Regions from separate parts of the Rattus norvegicus genome. Here region 2 is linked to region 1. Evidence: chromatin contacts called from public Hi-C data. All regions are on one chromosome and are shown on one strand. The core of a region is the stretch at or near the end of the contact, and the rest is flanking DNA. Distances in the headings are between cores, read along the strand shown. Region 1 overlaps Tmprss6 (transmembrane serine protease 6). Region 2 holds the start of Il2rb (interleukin 2 receptor subunit beta).

The links. A called contact is a pair of places that touch in the nucleus more often than the background predicts.
Region 2: a Hi-C map of liver shows a contact between it and region 1, with 2.4 times the contacts expected there. The contact joins the promoter of Il2rb here to the enhancer-like site in region 1. A contact is called at or near these places in 3 of 12 Hi-C or Micro-C datasets (kidney and liver).

The regions. Positions count from the first base shown.
Region 1 is chr7:111,878,052-111,883,138 of GRCr8, reverse strand. Tmprss6 (transmembrane serine protease 6) reads left to right here. Exons shown (of 19, transcript NM_001130556.1): 11 at 4,893-5,038. It also overlaps a transcript of Kctd17 not described here. Among named protein-coding and RNA genes, the nearest start is that of Kctd17, 21 kb to the right of the region's middle. Within about 2 kb of position 2,413, at least 13 of the 93 cell types and tissues checked have an H3K27ac peak or open chromatin away from gene starts, as enhancers often do. A contact at or near this core is called in liver, where this site is marked.
Region 2 is chr7:111,926,171-111,931,257 of GRCr8, reverse strand. Il2rb (interleukin 2 receptor subunit beta) reads left to right here and starts at 2,721. Exons shown (of 10, transcript NM_013195.2): 1 at 2,721-2,798.

The sequences.
Region 1 (5,087 bases), core at 1,164-3,663:
GTTGGTTGATCTTATCCTAGATAGAGGGTGGCAGGGAGTGACAAAGCTTCTTTTTCCTATTTGTTGGGGACAGTGACAAAAAGGAGGTAAAATATCCATGGTGTGATGTGGGTCAGTGCTGTTGTAGTAAGTGGCCACTCTGTGACATAAACCTGAGACACCTAGGGATCAGAAGGTCCTCATGGGGACAGGTGTTGTCATGGGTGACCTTCTTCACAGGTCACCACGCCAGGAGTGCTGGCCTCTCATTTCCACATCAGAGCCCAGGGAATGCTGGCATTGGCCAATGACCAGACATGAATGAAGGTGCTGCGTTTTCAGGCATGACCCCTCTCTGGGTGTCATCACTATCTCTGAGAGGCCAGAGGGAGAGAGAACAGCCTGTGCCCAAGGCTATCCCATTAGTCTAGGCTGGCTCTGTGCCAAACGCTGTGGGTCGCAGAGCTCAGTGCTCAACACGAGCACCAAGTTCACTGGGGTAACTCAGACGGGTCACAGTAGAGCCCCTCCCAACGGTGGTCAGCTACAGGCAGGAAGACTGGGGTTCAAATCCTGACTCCCCTGTTTCCTTCTTAGGCAAAACTTACCTCACCCAGCCTCAGGAACTTTTCTGCTTATGCTGAGGCTCGGATGGGCTCTGAGGATGAAGTGCTCACCTAACATTTTACAATTCCTGGCCTCCACCCCGTAGCCCCCAGTAGCAGTCATTAAAAAAAAAAAAAAAAAAGCAATGGGCATGCAAGATGGCTGAATGGGTAAAGAGGCTTGCTGCCAAGTTTGAGGATCTGAGTTCAGTCCCTGGGACCAACAGGGTGGAAGGGAGGAACTGACTCCAGGAAGTCATTCCTTGACCTCCACAGAGCTGTTGTCCCAAATAAGAGTGCTTTTCTATCACATAGAAACAAACAAAGCAAAGGGCACAAAACAGACCACTTCTGCAGAGGACTAAATAAGATGGTGGGTGAAGAAGGTACCAACAATTGCTAACTGACTCATACTCTGTGCCACACAGGCAAGGAAAATGGACTATGTGCTCCCCACCGTCTAGCAAGGGAGGTATACTAGACCCTGTCCCTACCTGCTTCTGTGGCTGTAACAAAATCGCCAAGGCAGAGTGGTTTATAAAGAATAGAGGTTTGCTTAGCTCCTTGTTGTGAAGGCTGGAAATCTAAGAGCAAGATCTAAGAATCTGGCTTTCTGCTGAGTCATAACGTGGCAGAGGGTGTCTTGAGATGAGGCAGGGACAAACGGGCTTGAGGCCACCCGTCATGGCTTCTATTCCTTTGTCTGCTAGACTAATTAATGCATTCAGCAGGTGCAGCCCCTGACCCGATCACTTCCTCAAATGTCCTTCCTCTAAATACCATTAGCATTTGGAGATCCAAGCATGGATTTTGGTTTCAAGTATGGATTTCAGGGACTTGTTGGACAAACCTCACAGCTTGTGGGAAGCCTGAGGCTCAGAGGCTGAGTCATTTGCTAAAAGCCCCTGTGGCTTGTGACATCATCACTGAGCTCAGGCAGCCCCTCCACCCCCACCCCAAGCATGACCGGCCAGCACGTTCTCTCTCTTTCTCTCTCTGTCTCTCTCTCTGTGTTCTCTCTCTCTCTGTGTGTTCTCTCTCTGTGTGTGTTCTCTCTCTCTCTCTCTCTCTCTCTGTTTCTGTGTGTGTGTGTGTGTGTATGTGTGTGTTGAGAGGGAAAGGGAGAGGGAGAGAGAGGGTGGGGGGGAGAGTGCTCAGCTGTGTGGTGTTTCCTCATGAAGACTCCAGGCAGCCTGTGAAGGCTGTCATTTCTCAGTAGAGCTATTACCAGCCTGGGCACCTGCCTGGCAGTGAGAGGTCCCCTAGTAGAGAACCAATTCCTTGCCCCATACAGTGCCTGGTGGAAGGTAGGGCTTGATGGGAAGTATACGACAGAGGCCTGGGGCCTGGTCTCCTCCGGTTACTGTGGGCTGATAGAGATAACGTCATTGTTGGGAAATTCTCTGAAGAGTGTGTCCTGGAAAATCTGCTGTGTGGGTAGCAGGGGCCTGAGAGATGAAGGAGGGGAGAGGGAGACCAGGTCCTTTGGTCCAGCAATTGATGGGGACAGGGGAGAGATGGCTTAAACCCTGCTCCCAGTGCCAGTCTAGTGACAAGAGGCTCTTCCCCTGGCTGGGCACCCTTGGTCCCCACCCTGTCTGTCCATTTTCTTTTCTCCCAGATCTGCCTGCTGTCTTGCTGTCCTGGCGGTGTCCTCTTGCCCTCCAGTGGCCTGCAGGTGGTGAGGGCTCTTGTCCTTTTAAGATCTAGCTGCTTGCTGCTGGGTTTCGCAGAACCTCATTGCTGGGCGCTACCGCAGTGCTGGCTTCCCCCCTTCCAGGAACCTGCCCACATTTCCTCTCCCGTGATGTCACTCTCCTGTGACCTGCCTGACCCTTTCTGCTAACTCCCAGTCATGAGATAAGGCAGAGCTACAGGCTCCAGAGGCCCATGGCCGCCCCTGTAGCTTGGCCTGGCTCTAAATGGTCTTTGTTTCTCCAAGGCCCTGAAGACTAGTGCCACCTGCAGTCACCCAGTGTCAGGTGCTGTGCCCCAAACCATTTTTCCAGATCCTCTGAAATATCTGCAAGGAGGTAGGGGCAGAGGATGGCTCTCTCCTGACTACAGTGCGGCCACCACTTACTGAGGCCTGAAGTTTGCTGAAGTCACAGAACTTGTCTGGTGGCAAAGTTAAGTGGAGCCCAGCTCTGCAGTGCTCGTCAAATATTCTAGCCACTACAGAGCAGGCCCTCTGTCCTCAGCTTGTCTTTAGAAAAAGCCACGTCTGAATTGAGGCCTGGCCCCTCCCTGCTCCTTTTCTCCCGCCCATGCTTCCGCCCATCCACCCATCCACCCAGCATCTCTCCAACTCCTCTGTGGGAAGCTCCTGATGTGCCAGATTGACAGGTACTCACTGTGCATCTGGATGAGGCCCGAGACCACTCCGCCCCCCCACCCCAAACTTTCAGGGTGGAGTGGGGGAGCAAGGCAGGCCACATGGTGCCCCAGCACCTTCTGACTCCAGCACTTAGCTGCTGAGGTGAGGACAGGAGGAATGGAGGGGTCAGAAACTTGGAGGGCCACACCTGGGAACATATGCTGTATGCCCGAATCTTACTTTTGTTCTGGGATGCTTCTTGGGGCCCTTCCCTAGGAAGGCAATGCATGATAACCATAAGTTTATCGTAACCATAACCCGAGTTTATATATTTATAATAACACCCTCATGGATCAATAGGGTTCCTCTTAGCTTGAAAGGGGCTGGGCTTGCTCCAGGGCGCCCCCTAGTGGCAATCTCATCTGTCAAGGGCGGTTAGGCTCTGACTCTCCCTCCCCTCCATTCTCCTCTCCAAGGCTTTTTTTTTCTTTTTACACAGACCAGCACTTGCGGGTTAAATTCCTGTGTCAGGAGTTAAACCTGATTAGTTCAGAAATGTGTACTTCATCAGTTCCCTCTCAGTTTCTCATGGTAATCTGTGATCGGAAAATAGTTAAGTGGAAAATTCCAGAAGTGAATCGGTTTCATTAGCTACCGCTTTCTTTTAGAAGCCAATTTACAAAAGAGAGACTTAACGTCAACAGATGTGTATGAGCAGAGCGTAGTATAGATAGTGTTTGCCGCGGCCTGGGATTTCTGGTGTCCACGGGGATCTGGGAATGTCTCCCACGCATAAGAGGAAACTACTGTGATTTCTTTAAAATGCATGCTTTAATGTAAATAACATTTAAAAAAAATCACATTTCCCAAATGTCCTGCCCACTTCCTGCGGCTGTTCTCTGAGGATAACAATACAGGATTCTATCTTTTTATTCACTGGGAGCCCACGTTTCCTTGGCTTGAAAAAGGGCGCGGGGTGGGGGTGGGGGACAAAGATGAAGAGGACAAAGACCTAGGTTTGCTCCGTGCGCCCCCTGGTGGCGATCCTTTCTTTGACGAGCAGCTTGGCTGTTGGGATTCTGGGGCTCAGAAAAACAATTCCTTTTCAGGACCCCTTAATTTGCCTTGAAACAATGGGACATCCCAACGTCTAGTGACACAAATATGGACCCTTCAAATCGTTTGCAGATTCTTTAATAACTGGCTTAATAGAGCAGGCCTGGTACCTTCACACACCCATCTGCCCTCAGTTATGGGGCACCAACCAGTTACCTAGCTGGAAAGTTGTGAGAGAGGGGGGAGGGAGGGTCAAACGGGATTAGAGTGTCACCACAGAGCCGACTTTTAGTCTCTCAGGGGTCTCTGGACTGTGCTTTAAGAACTACTCATGGGTGTAGGTTACAGATGCAAGCCTACATCTCCAGAGCTCCTCCTGCCCTGAACTGGGTTGGAGGGGCCAGACTTTTGCTCCACTTTGCAGTTTCCCAGTCATCTCCGCCCATGGGCTGAGTGTGCCTGCCATATTGTTTGGTGGCCACTGTGTTTCGTGTAGGGTGAGTCTACCAGACATTTGGCCAGCTGAGGTCCTCGTCTCTGCAGACACATGGATGCTTTTTGTAGATTGAAGGTTGGCAGAAGTGATCTTTTTCCTCATGGAACAAGGAGGGAGAGTGAGACCTCCTCAGAGGAAGCTCTTAATTAGCCAGATTCTCAAAGCCTATGGTTGACTGGGGTTAGAATCTGGACTGAATTTTATCCCACAGGCAATGGGGAGCCACTGCAGGCTTTTGAACAGGGAAGTGACATAAACAAGCTCCTTTCCAGAAGATGACTCTGGGGCTAAGCAGCCACCCAAAAGAGAAGCAAAGATAAGAGTGTGGGTGCTTCTGGCTGCCTGGTCCTTACCCTGTCTGTGCATAGGGACCTAGGCTGTTTCTTCTTTTGACTGGGAAACCAGTCCATGTGTCTAAGCCATCCCTGGTCACTCCTAGGCTATGTGGCTTCCGTACCCTGCAGCCATATGCTGAGAGGATCCCCGTGGTGGCCTCGGATGGTATCACCATCAACTTCACCTCCCAGATCTCCCTCACAGGCCCGGGTGTGCAAGTGTACTACAGCTTGTACAACCAATCAGACCGTGAGTACAGTGGAGGGCGGGTGCCCTGCCCCTTGGCAGTCCCCAGATG
Region 2 (5,087 bases), core at 1,472-3,971, 48 kb before region 1:
GTCAGAGACTCTGAGTAAAGGGTAAAGACTGTGCTTCTCTCAGCCCCTGGCCTGGCCACTTAGTCAGTTCTTACTGGCTGAAGGAAGGGGCGAGGAGAAAATGAAGGAGGAGGGAGAGGCCTGAACTGTACCAGCCAGGCCAGTCAGGGTCATCCCCACAGACTAAGCTATGAGGACACTGGATCATTCCAAACTGGATCTGTGGTTTCTAACTTTGCCTAGGGACAATTATTCCCTTTGACTTTATATGTGCTTTAGTTTTTTAAAAACAGATTCTACTTATCTGGAGGGAGGAGCTAAGTCCAAAGTCTGCACGCAAAGCCAAGAGCCAGCCATCATGGCTTCCTAAGAAGCTTCTAGAAGTATTCAATTCTTAGGAAACCTGGCATGTCAATTTCCCTGTCACTGTGGGTTTTTTTTTACCTTCTTCTGTTATAGAAGAATCTTTTAGAGGAGGAGGGAGGTGGGACAGGAGAGAGTTGTTAGCCATTTCCTGTGGTTGTAACTCAGTGTGGTTGTAACTCAGTGTATCAGAGAACTAAAGCTCGTTGGGCCCACAGCTATGGACAGTGGCAGTGGGTAAGGCCTTCCTTCCACATCAGGGCAGGTGGAAGGCATCACATCGCTGGATGGAGGGCCATGCTGGCTCCTGTCTCTCTTCTATATCAGTGCCCCTGTAGGGAGCCACCTTCATGACCTTACTCCATGGTAATGGCCTCTGAGGTTTCTGTTCTCACAGATAATCAATATATGAATTTGGTGGGTTGGATTTCTAATGCATGAGCATTTGGGGAGCACATTCACACCCCGTCAAGGAGAACTGGCTTTTATCCCGTCTCCATGGATACCTTCCTGTGTGTCAGTCCTCGCCACTTGTCCAGGCAGGAACTGATAAAACCCCATTCCAGTCTGTCTGAGGCACCCCTCAGACAGCTCCTGTGTGATATTGCTATTAGAAGAGGGATGCAACCATGAGGGTACCACAGGGTCCAAGGATGAGTTTGTAGCTTGATGGGCTGTTAGGAGGTGGGAGGAGGTTATTGGAGTCAGGTCCCCGGGAACATGCCTTGGACAGACGGAGCCTGCTCCGCCTTCTCCCCTCCTTCCCTGCCTCCTGGTTGACCAGTTGGAGCCACTTTCCTCTACTCCCCCCATGATGGTGTTTCACTGTGGCAGATCTAAAACCCCAGGAGCTGGGCGACCAGAGACCAGACCCAAAAGCCACAAGAAATCTTCCCTCCTTTAAGTTGATTTTGTCACTGCTATGAGACTAAATTAGCATCTCATTTTACAGATTTGTGAACGGAAGCTCAGCGAGTTTAGGTCACACAGCAGGGGTGACCTCCCTACCAATGGCAGCCCATGTGTCTCCTTCCCTGGCTCATCTCAATCCTCTTTTTAGGGCCTTTTTAGGGTCTTTGATTCCACTTTCTAGCATTCCCAGATTTCTGGTCATTGTGTGTGTGTGTGTGTGTGTGTGTGTGTGTGTGTGTGTGCCTATGTTTCCCCATATCCCAGACAGGGCACCAATGACAGACCAAAGAAACAGCTCCACTAGAGTGCAGCGTGGTGAGCTATGAGTTTATTGTACACATTTATGGAGGGAAGGGTCGCTTACATGAGAACAGGTGACCCTCAAACAATTGTATCACTGCGAAGTCCCAGCCTAGCATGGACGATGGCATCCCCAAAGCTACGTAGATGGAGTCACTTCTTTGGCTAACCTGAGGTACCCCTGAGTCCAGTTACCTATAGCTGAGGCTGGACTCCAGGCGAGGGTCTGGTGCTACTTTCCTCTCCTTGTGAGGGGATGAACTTCAGCAGGGCCAACTGTGAGGTTCTCTTGTGGCAGCTACAGCTGCCCTGAGGAAGATGGTAATGGCTGTCATGTCCAGAGAACAGAGTTCTTGCGATGCTTCCCTTCTTTTTACAAAAAGCAGAAGCTCGACATATTTAATGCCCTAAGCCTGGCATTAAAACCAAGATGAAGGGGAGACAGAAACAGGGAGTCCCCTGGGCAGTGAACTCCTCCTGCCCTGTGATACTACATGTAAATAAACAATCATTCTTTCCAGAGAAATTCATGGCTTTGTTGTTAAAAATAAAAGCCATGAACTGAAGCCCCCCAAATCTCACCAAGAGAGGAACCTACAACTCTGAGAAGAAGAAGGTGATAGAAGGGCCAATCAGTGTCCATCAAACCGCTTGTCACGCCTCAGAACCGGTCACCTTTAAATGGTAGCTTGAGTGAAGGGCATTTCAGAAAACTGAGGTAAAGGGAGGCATGTAGTGGGGGCTGGAGGATGGCTAGAATGGGAATCAGCAAAAAGGATACCCAGACTCTAGGTCCTAGAGGGATGGTGCGTCTGTGGGTGGCTTCGGTGTTAGGACGTGCGTGTGTGCGTGTGTGTGACCAGAAGACGATGGTGTTAGGGTAGCATGCGTGAGATGCAGTGGGGGTGGTGTAGGCAAAGAAGGGCCTGCCCCCTCAGGTTCTGTACCACAGTGACTGTGTGAGTGTGCCACCACATTTGGTGGCTGCCCCTGGGCGTAGGAGGAGATCTTATCAGTGCTAGGTGTGTGTGGAGTTTCAGGCTACCTCATCACCCTCATCTCTCCACCTCCCATTGGGCCTTGCCCCTCATCCCCTATACAGGAAGTGGGCTCGCCCTGGGTTTCAGTCTGTTGCTGGCCTAGCTGTTGTCTGCTGCCTAAGCTGTGGAACAGGAGATGGCCGTGGACCCAGTCTCCAGTAGGACTGCAGGGAACATATCGTCACAACTCCATGTTGCAGCCAGGTGATGCCCCTGTGTGGTCCCCTGGGAGCCCAGGGCACCCCACTACCTCTTGCTGGTCATCCCAGGGGACAGGGAGCTGGGGAGGTACTCATCTCTGACTTGGTTCCCTTTGTAGTTTCTGTCTGGGCTTTGATGCTTAACCTTGTCTTAGGATCCTCTGGGGATGGGGGTAGCCTGGTTGCCATGGTTTCTCCTTTAAGAGTAAGCCCTTTCCAATGTCTGGACACAGTGGCTTCTTCCCAGTATATACTGAGGGAGGCTGTGAGCCATTTTGGCTCTGAGGGCCTTCCGCTGGGCCCTGTGTGATAATGTCTTAGCCCAGAAGGGTGGAGGAAAAGGTTAAGTAGCTAGAGTCAATGCTCAGAGGCTGTATGTTGTGTATGGGACAGGTGGGACCCAGCCCTGACTCCTGTGGCATGTCTCAGCCTAGGGAAAGCTCCTTAGTAAGGAAGAGAGAAGGAATCTCCCCTGGACCCTGGCTGTGTAGTCAGCTATGTTGATTGACAGGTTTCTAAGGGCCCTAGGCTGGAGGTCAGAGGTAGGGTTCTAGCTTAGATTTGTCTCTTACATTACTGAGTGGCTAGAGAAGTCAAGAGCATCTCCAGGCACTGGACTTCATCTCCGAGGCTGCCTGAGGTAGGAACTTCCCACCTTTAACTGTGTTTGTAGCACTTCAGGGCCAAGGTGGGTGGCTGAGCTATCTTGGAGGGTCCCCTTTCTTTCACACACTCCTCAGCTGAACAGCAAGAGGTGATCATGTGTGTGTGTGTGTGTGTGTGTGTGTGTGTGTGTGTGTGTGTGTGTGTGTCTTTGTGAATGTGTGTGTCTTTGGGGAGGTGGCCAGAGAAAGGATCTCTGAGGTCAAAGGTCACCAGGTCTAATAGACAAGCTCCTGCTTGTCATCCGCCCTCAGACGACCCTGGACTGCCCTGACTTATGGGACCTCAGACTGCCCCAGCACTGGGAAACCGGTTGGTTTATATCTTGATCTTCCCATATGGAAAGAGCAGTCACAGAGCCTGCTCTTGTGCTGTGAGACCACTCTGTGACATGTGTGGTTCAGTTTGACTCAGGGAGCATGACATGACTGTCACTCATGGCTGACCCTCCTCCATCAACATCATCATTGTACTGGAAATCAGGTGACCCAGTTAGAGCAGCCTTGTCAGGGCCTCAGTGGAGACATATGAGTCAGGGGTGGGAACGTCTGGTAGTTGTGAAGGACATGCGTGGGTGAGCCTCAGTGGACTCTGAGGTCTTGGGCTGTGCTTGCTCTGCCCAAGGCTGGCCTCATGCTGTGTGGTTTTGAGTGGTTTTCTTAGTCTCCCAGAGATTCCATTTCCCTCTTGCTGAAGGAGGCTGCAACCACCCTGACTGGTTGGAGCTACCCGGCCCCGAGCCTGACCCTTCCAGAACCTTCCATATGTTCTTCCAACACTGTTCATGATGGGTAGATGATCCGGTGGCTCTTCAGCCAGGGGTTGAGTGCCTTTTCCTAGACATTCTGTGCTTTTGGCTGGGGCTTGTGGTCTGGCCATAATCTTGCCCCTTTCCTTCCTCTTCCTCTTCCAGGGTTATATATTCCTGTCGTGTCTCTCCTATTTTGAGGCTGCTCAGATGTCTGGGTCTAATCCAATTTGCTGCCTCAATGAAGACCTACAGTGCTTCAGATCCTGTTGGGCTCATGAGGGGCTGTGGAAGCCCCTTGCCTGGGCTCTGCAGGGATCTATTAGGGCTCCCTTTCTACCCAAGCACCTGCAGGGGAGCTGATCCTCCAGGGCAGGGAGGTCCTGGGTGGAGCCTCAGCTCTGTAGACTTGGCCCTGGGAGCCTTGCTCTCCTTGTCTGTGTAGCAAAGACCAAACAGTTGCTGAGCTGCTGGCAAGAGCAGAGTAACTAGAAACACAAGGCCTTGGCACAAGGCCTGAGCAGTGTTCAATGAGCATTCCTGGCAAGCACTGTCGCCAGGCCGCCCCACATCACTCGCTGCCCTTCAGACCCCTGAACACAGTCCTCCAGTGCATGACATTTCCCCTGTGTTACAAGTTCAGCAATTTGGAGTGGGCACTCCGCTTTGACAGCCTGGCAGGTGTCGTACCAGAGCATGGCCAGCACCCCAAACAGGTTGCCCTTCCTTCATTGGGGACCCAGGGGGAGTGCCACAGAACTAGCAGAAAGGGGAACGGGAAATGAGCCTTAAAGGATACCTGGAGCCTTGGGGACAATGTGGGAAGAACAACTCCAGAGAGGCTTTTAAAGAACCAGACCAGAGTCACCAGCTTGTGTAGAC